2 separate regions of the Zea mays genome follow, and region 2 is linked to region 1. A link is a contact called in public Hi-C data. All regions are on one chromosome and are shown on one strand. Each heading gives the region's core, a stretch centred on a gene start, on an enhancer-like site or on the middle of the called end of the contact. The rest is flanking DNA. Distances are from core to core; before and after follow the strand shown.

The links. A called contact is a pair of places that touch in the nucleus more often than the background predicts.
Region 2: a contact with region 1 is called in a Hi-C map of tassel, with 6 times the contacts expected there. The contact joins the promoter of LOC100273818 here to the enhancer-like site in region 1. A contact is called at or near these places in 4 of 25 Hi-C or Micro-C datasets (bundle sheath, ear, tassel and 1 more).

Annotation. Positions count from the first base shown.
Region 1 is chr6:178,144,605-178,147,304 of Zm-B73-REFERENCE-NAM-5.0, forward strand. No RefSeq gene overlaps it. Among protein-coding and RNA genes, the nearest start is that of LOC103630784, 39 kb to the left of the region's middle. Within about 2 kb of position 1,362, at least 16 of the 20 cell types and tissues checked have an H3K27ac peak or open chromatin away from gene starts, as enhancers often do. A contact at or near this core is called in bundle sheath, ear and tassel, where this site is marked.
Region 2 is chr6:178,263,630-178,266,329 of Zm-B73-REFERENCE-NAM-5.0, forward strand. It overlaps LOC100273818, which reads left to right and starts at 1,428. Exons shown (of 10, transcript NM_001148217.1): 1 at 1,428-1,807. The coding sequence starts at 1,597.

The DNA of each region.
Region 1 (2,700 bases), core at 112-2,611:
GAGATACGTCTGTATGGGATTTTCTCCTGCAAGGTCAGTTTACGGTCAGCTCTATGTATAGGGCTTTGGTCGTTCCGAACATTGTTTCGAGAAACCACCCCATCTGGGATTTAAAGCTACCTTTGAAGATTAAAATTTTTATGTGGTACTTAGTTAAAGGCATAGTTCTAACAGAGGATAATTTAGCAAAAAAACAGTGGAAAGTAAGTATTAAATGTTGTGGATGCAACTTAGATGAATCCATTCAACACCTTTTCTTTGACTGTCATATGGCTAGATGTGTTTGGAGAGATGTACAAATTTCATTGAACATTACTTCACCTTCGTGCATCCAACATATGTTTGGCACTTGGCTAAAAGGTTTAACTTATAGACTTAAGAGTCTGATTTGGGTTGGATCATGTGCCCTCTGTTGGGCTATATGGTTAAGTCGTAATGATGTGGTTTTTGATAATGCACAAGTTTCCACTCCCTTGCATGTCACCTTCAGAGGAACACATTGAATAAAGTCCTGGACACTGTTGCAGAAGGAGAATAGACCTTAATTAAAATGGGGCTGTCGTGTGCTTAAAACGACAATGATGGAGATCTTTTCAAATAATGGATGGTCTTTTATCATAGATTGAGAGCTTAAATTCACGAAACCTTTATAGAATACGAGATTTTTGTTCCAAGGTAGAACCCCTATGTTTGTGAGTTTGACAGCCACATGTATCAACCGATACAGAAGCTGGAATATTAATAATATTCCTTTTTTCTAAAAATATTTTCCTAATATAAAAAAAGAGTTTCTTAGTTATAGCTTAATAATAATCCCTTTTCTAAAAATGTTTTTTCTAATATTTAAAAAAGAGTTTCTTCGTTATAGCGCAACGTCCATTTTTTCTGAATTCTCAAGAGTTAGAATCATCGGTGTCCAACAAAAAAAATATGGAGTCTGATTCTATAAGTTCCCTGCTCTGCAATGCTCGGACACGTTTGGTAATCATTAGGGCATCTCTAAAAGCTCTCCAGAAGTCTCCCCTAAATCCAGTTTTTTAGAGAAAAAAAATAAAAACGTATCTCCAACAGTTCCCCTAAAGCGCTCCTAACTTTTTTATAGCTCTTAAAACTCCCTCATTTGTAGCTACAAATGAGGGGGTTTAGGGCTCACGAGAAACAATCTACTACTTTAAGGGATTTGTTGGAGAAAAAATTTAAATCTATCTTCACTAGTTATTTAGATGTCTCTTAAAACTGATTTTAAGGAGTTTTCTGGTGAGCTTTTTAGAGACGCTCTTCATAAGTCGTCACAAGTATATTTTGGGACTGGCCTGACACACTAGCACAGAATGCCCATTTCATGAGGAAACTTGGCCTGCTTGCAGCATAGCCCTCGGCCCGAATCAGCCCAAAAATGTTTGGCCCAGATTTAACATAAACCTTGCGTGGGCTGTGGGCAGCATGATCAAGTTCGGGACGAATAATGTGGGAGCGGCGCCGTGGTGCATGAATCAGCGGCGGGAGCCACGGAATATGACGATAACGGTCGGGTGTCACACGATTTCGGACTTCCCCTCCCCTTCGAGCTTTGTTTCGCGTCTAGGGAAAATGGGATAAGCTGCGGAAGGCCAAATGCCTTAGCCTAGAAGCAAAGGTACAAACTACAGACGAGTACGTGCCCAGCAGCTACAGACGAGTACGTGTTGTATCTGCATTTGTTTGTTCATACGTTGGTGTTGTTCAAAAAACCATTCGACGGTTATAAATGGTCGGCCCGTTCGGTTGACACGGAATAGAAGACCGGAACTGTTCCTACCCAGATTGCTTCTTTAATTTATATAAGTTTTGATCAACATGAACAATTCTTGGTGCATTCCTGCAGAAACGAACGGGTCCTAAGGCTATCTTCGACATATCTCCTATCTTATCTCTTATATATGACATCCCCTATTTCAAACTTTACTCTACAAACAGAGTTACATAGTATTATCGACAGTTCCACGTCTCTTATTTATTACCTCTGCTGGAAACAGTCTAACCATATTATATTGAAGCTCTATTTGGTTAGTTTTTTTTAACATGTTTTAATTTTCTTAAAAGCAAAATTCAAAGAGGAATTAAGATAGAACAGTCCTCGTAAAAAAAGGCATTCGATTCAAAATATTCTAAAGTGGGCGGGAAGAAAAGCACTTAAATAAATGACCTTTGGTTCGTAGTTTTAGTTCCAAAAGTATCAAAGCATGTGCTAATGAGAGGTGTTAGACTATCTCCAACAGACTCTTTATCTCACTCCTTATTTCAAACTTCACTCTATAAACAGTGCAATTTATAGTACAGAACAATACTTTGCACGACTCTTTACACGACCTGCTAATATCGCTCGAAAAGGAGCAAAAAGTAGTAAAATTTATCGTTTTTTGCTTTGGTTCGAAATTTAAAAATCGATCTGATTTTCTGTGTATTCCAGTTTAGAATTTAAAAATATAAAGTCAAACTTTGATCAACAAAATGGTTTTCTGAATTTCAAAACGAAAATGTAATCCCTGGTCAGTCCCATATCTAAATTTCAAGGGCACTAGATTTCCTCCTGTTTTGGTAGGTAATACCAACGATGACTAAATATCCTTTGCAGGTAAATTCAAAATAAGATCACCCAAAACTTAATTGGTCACAAGTACTTGTCTATACATCTATTCGATATAATCCACATGTTTCAAC
Region 2 (2,700 bases), core at 178-2,677, 120 kb after region 1:
AATCAGAGAACGAAAAGACTCTTCTGACTAGAGATGTCAATGGGACCCGATACCTGCTAACCCATGAAGAATTCCTTTATTAGGGTATGGGTACGGGACAAAAATTATCCCCATGGTATAGATATGGGACAAAATATCCACCCATTGGTTAAACGAGTATGGGTTTAGAAAACAAGAATCCGAACCCGATTACTCATGTGTATTTCATGCTTGTACACCTGTCCTTGTTGTAAGAATGAGTTGAGGCCAAGCCAAACACCAAGCCCAACACGGCAGCGCACCTCAGGTCTTAGCCCAACAAGGCAACATAGCAAGGAAACTAGTAGACTATCAAAAAACAAAACCCTAAAATAACCAGCCATACGCTATGCCCTGTCCAGTCGGCCAACTGCCACACGCCTGGACAGTTGCGCTAGCACTGCACACTGGCGACTTCACCAGCGACGAGGAGCACCGCCGACTACTATGAGCCTAGCACGACGGTGACAACCATGAATTCTCAGGCACCAACGAACTCAAATGGTGACCAAGGAAGGTGAGTAGACTCCATTTCTTCATTTCTTCTATCGGTCCTGAAGTACTAATTTCTTTTCTGATCGATGGATGAATGGATCATGGATGAGTGCTTGCTGATGTAGTGATGTATGAAATCTGGATAGTTTGTGCTAGCTATTAGTACATAGTTATTCCTTAATTGAGGATGGGGACCCATTGAGAACCCGAAACCCGAATGGGGATGAGTATGAGGATAGATTAAATATGATGGGGATGAGTCTGGGATGCTATAACCCGGTGGATAATTCCCCATTGACATCTCTACTTCTGACCACCTTGCACGTGAAGCCAGCCATCTCACGTCACGCCCCTCTATCAACATTATTCACGACACCGGAAAATTGTACTGCTTATACGCACTTAGATAAATAATGTGTGCCTTTAGAAATTAAGGAATGATTATTATAAGAAGAGCGAAAAACCCATTTAATATGTCATTACCATTTAAGCATATCATACCTATCTGTGTTTAATTTCCTGTATAAGACGTCACAACTTATATAAAATTATTAGCCATTTGAATTATAGAACTAACTTTAAACAGTTAAGTTAGACCCTTAGCTTAAGTTGCTAATGTTTTATCTCTGTGGGGCAGATACGTTTTTTTAAAAGACCGCAACGAATTGAGAGAGAGAGAGAGAGGAGAAACAATCCGGACTGATTTCATAAACGGCACCCGTCTGTCAGCGACCGGTGAAACGCGACACAGAGGAGAGACCGGGTGCAGGGAGCAAAGGCGGAAGGCAGGGCAGGGCGCTATTCGTCTGTCTTTCTCTTTTTTCAGCTCAGGTAAGGAAACCGGCATTCCCCCGTTCCCGTTTATTAGCTGAGCTCGTACACGGCCGGCCCTCTCTCGGTGCGTGCGTTTGCGTGGCTGTGGCAATATACGGTGCGTGTGGGGCGGCGGCGACGAGGGTTTTGCTGCTCCGTACACCGCGTGCAGCGGCGACGCGACCGCAGCTGGTCGCCGCCCCGGATCGAGGAGGGGGAGGAGCCGGCGGAGGCCCCTGTGGTGGCTGCGGGGGCGGGAGCGGGAGCGCCATGAGGGGCGGTGGCCGTGGCGGCGGCGGGAGGCAGCCTTCCTACGCGGCGCCGGACGGGGCGGATGCGGCGGCGATCCCGGTCGCCTCAAGGAAGATGGTGCAGAGCCTCAAGGGGATCCTGGCCGACCGCTCGGAGGGCGAGATCTACGCCACGCTCTGCGACTGCGGAATGGACCCCGACATAGCCGTCGAGAGGCTCATCTCCCAGGGTAAGGGCATATACTCTCACCTCGCTCTAGGCTCCAGCTTTGTCCTCGCGGGCTCCAATTGTTTAGCGTGGACGTTGTCGTGCGATGCTTGTCAGCGCTAGGGTTTGTGCCCCCCCTCGTGTGGTATAAGTTGTAACCCCCCCGTTTTGGACGGTTGCTGTTGAATTGCTTGCAAATTTGGTCCGATTCTGCGGATGCGGTACGCTGCGACTTGTTTTGCTTGCCAGTTTAGGTTCAACGTCACTGTGAAGCATGCTGGGAAGTTTTAATTTGTCATGCTCATGACTTCAGATGGGAGAAGACACTAATTTATATTTGTCAACGGACAACCTTTTTTTTGCATTTATGAATGTGTCTTTTGCAACAGATTGTGCCACCCCATGGTGTAATAATAGGAGGGGGGGGGGGGGGGGTGAGGGTTCAGTTTCCTACGTAAGTCCTGATTCATATCCCATTGTAATCCAACTGTGTTCCAGGATCATGTTACCTGGTACTTATATGTAAACAAAAACTGTTGCGCCTACCATAAACATCCCTTTTATCTTCATCAATAGGATGTGTTTAAGTTCACTCATGTATTGCTTACCATTTTCTTGGTATTGAGTTTTCTATCTGTCTATATGTTGGCATAGACGCATTGCCTACCTATTTTCTTTAAATTGGTATGTGCCAAGTAGCGTATATTTTTGGGTAAGTAGTACTTTCAGTGTAGAGATGCTTGGGTGCCAGTTACCTAAGGTCGCTACAAGTTATGGAACCTTCCATTAGTTCTGCTCATTTGTTTTATTCTAATTTCTAAATGCACCATCTAACCCTTAACTTTTATGGCTGATATATTCGTAATAAATGAAGCATAGGGTAGCATCTATAGATCATTGAGGATCTTAAATGTT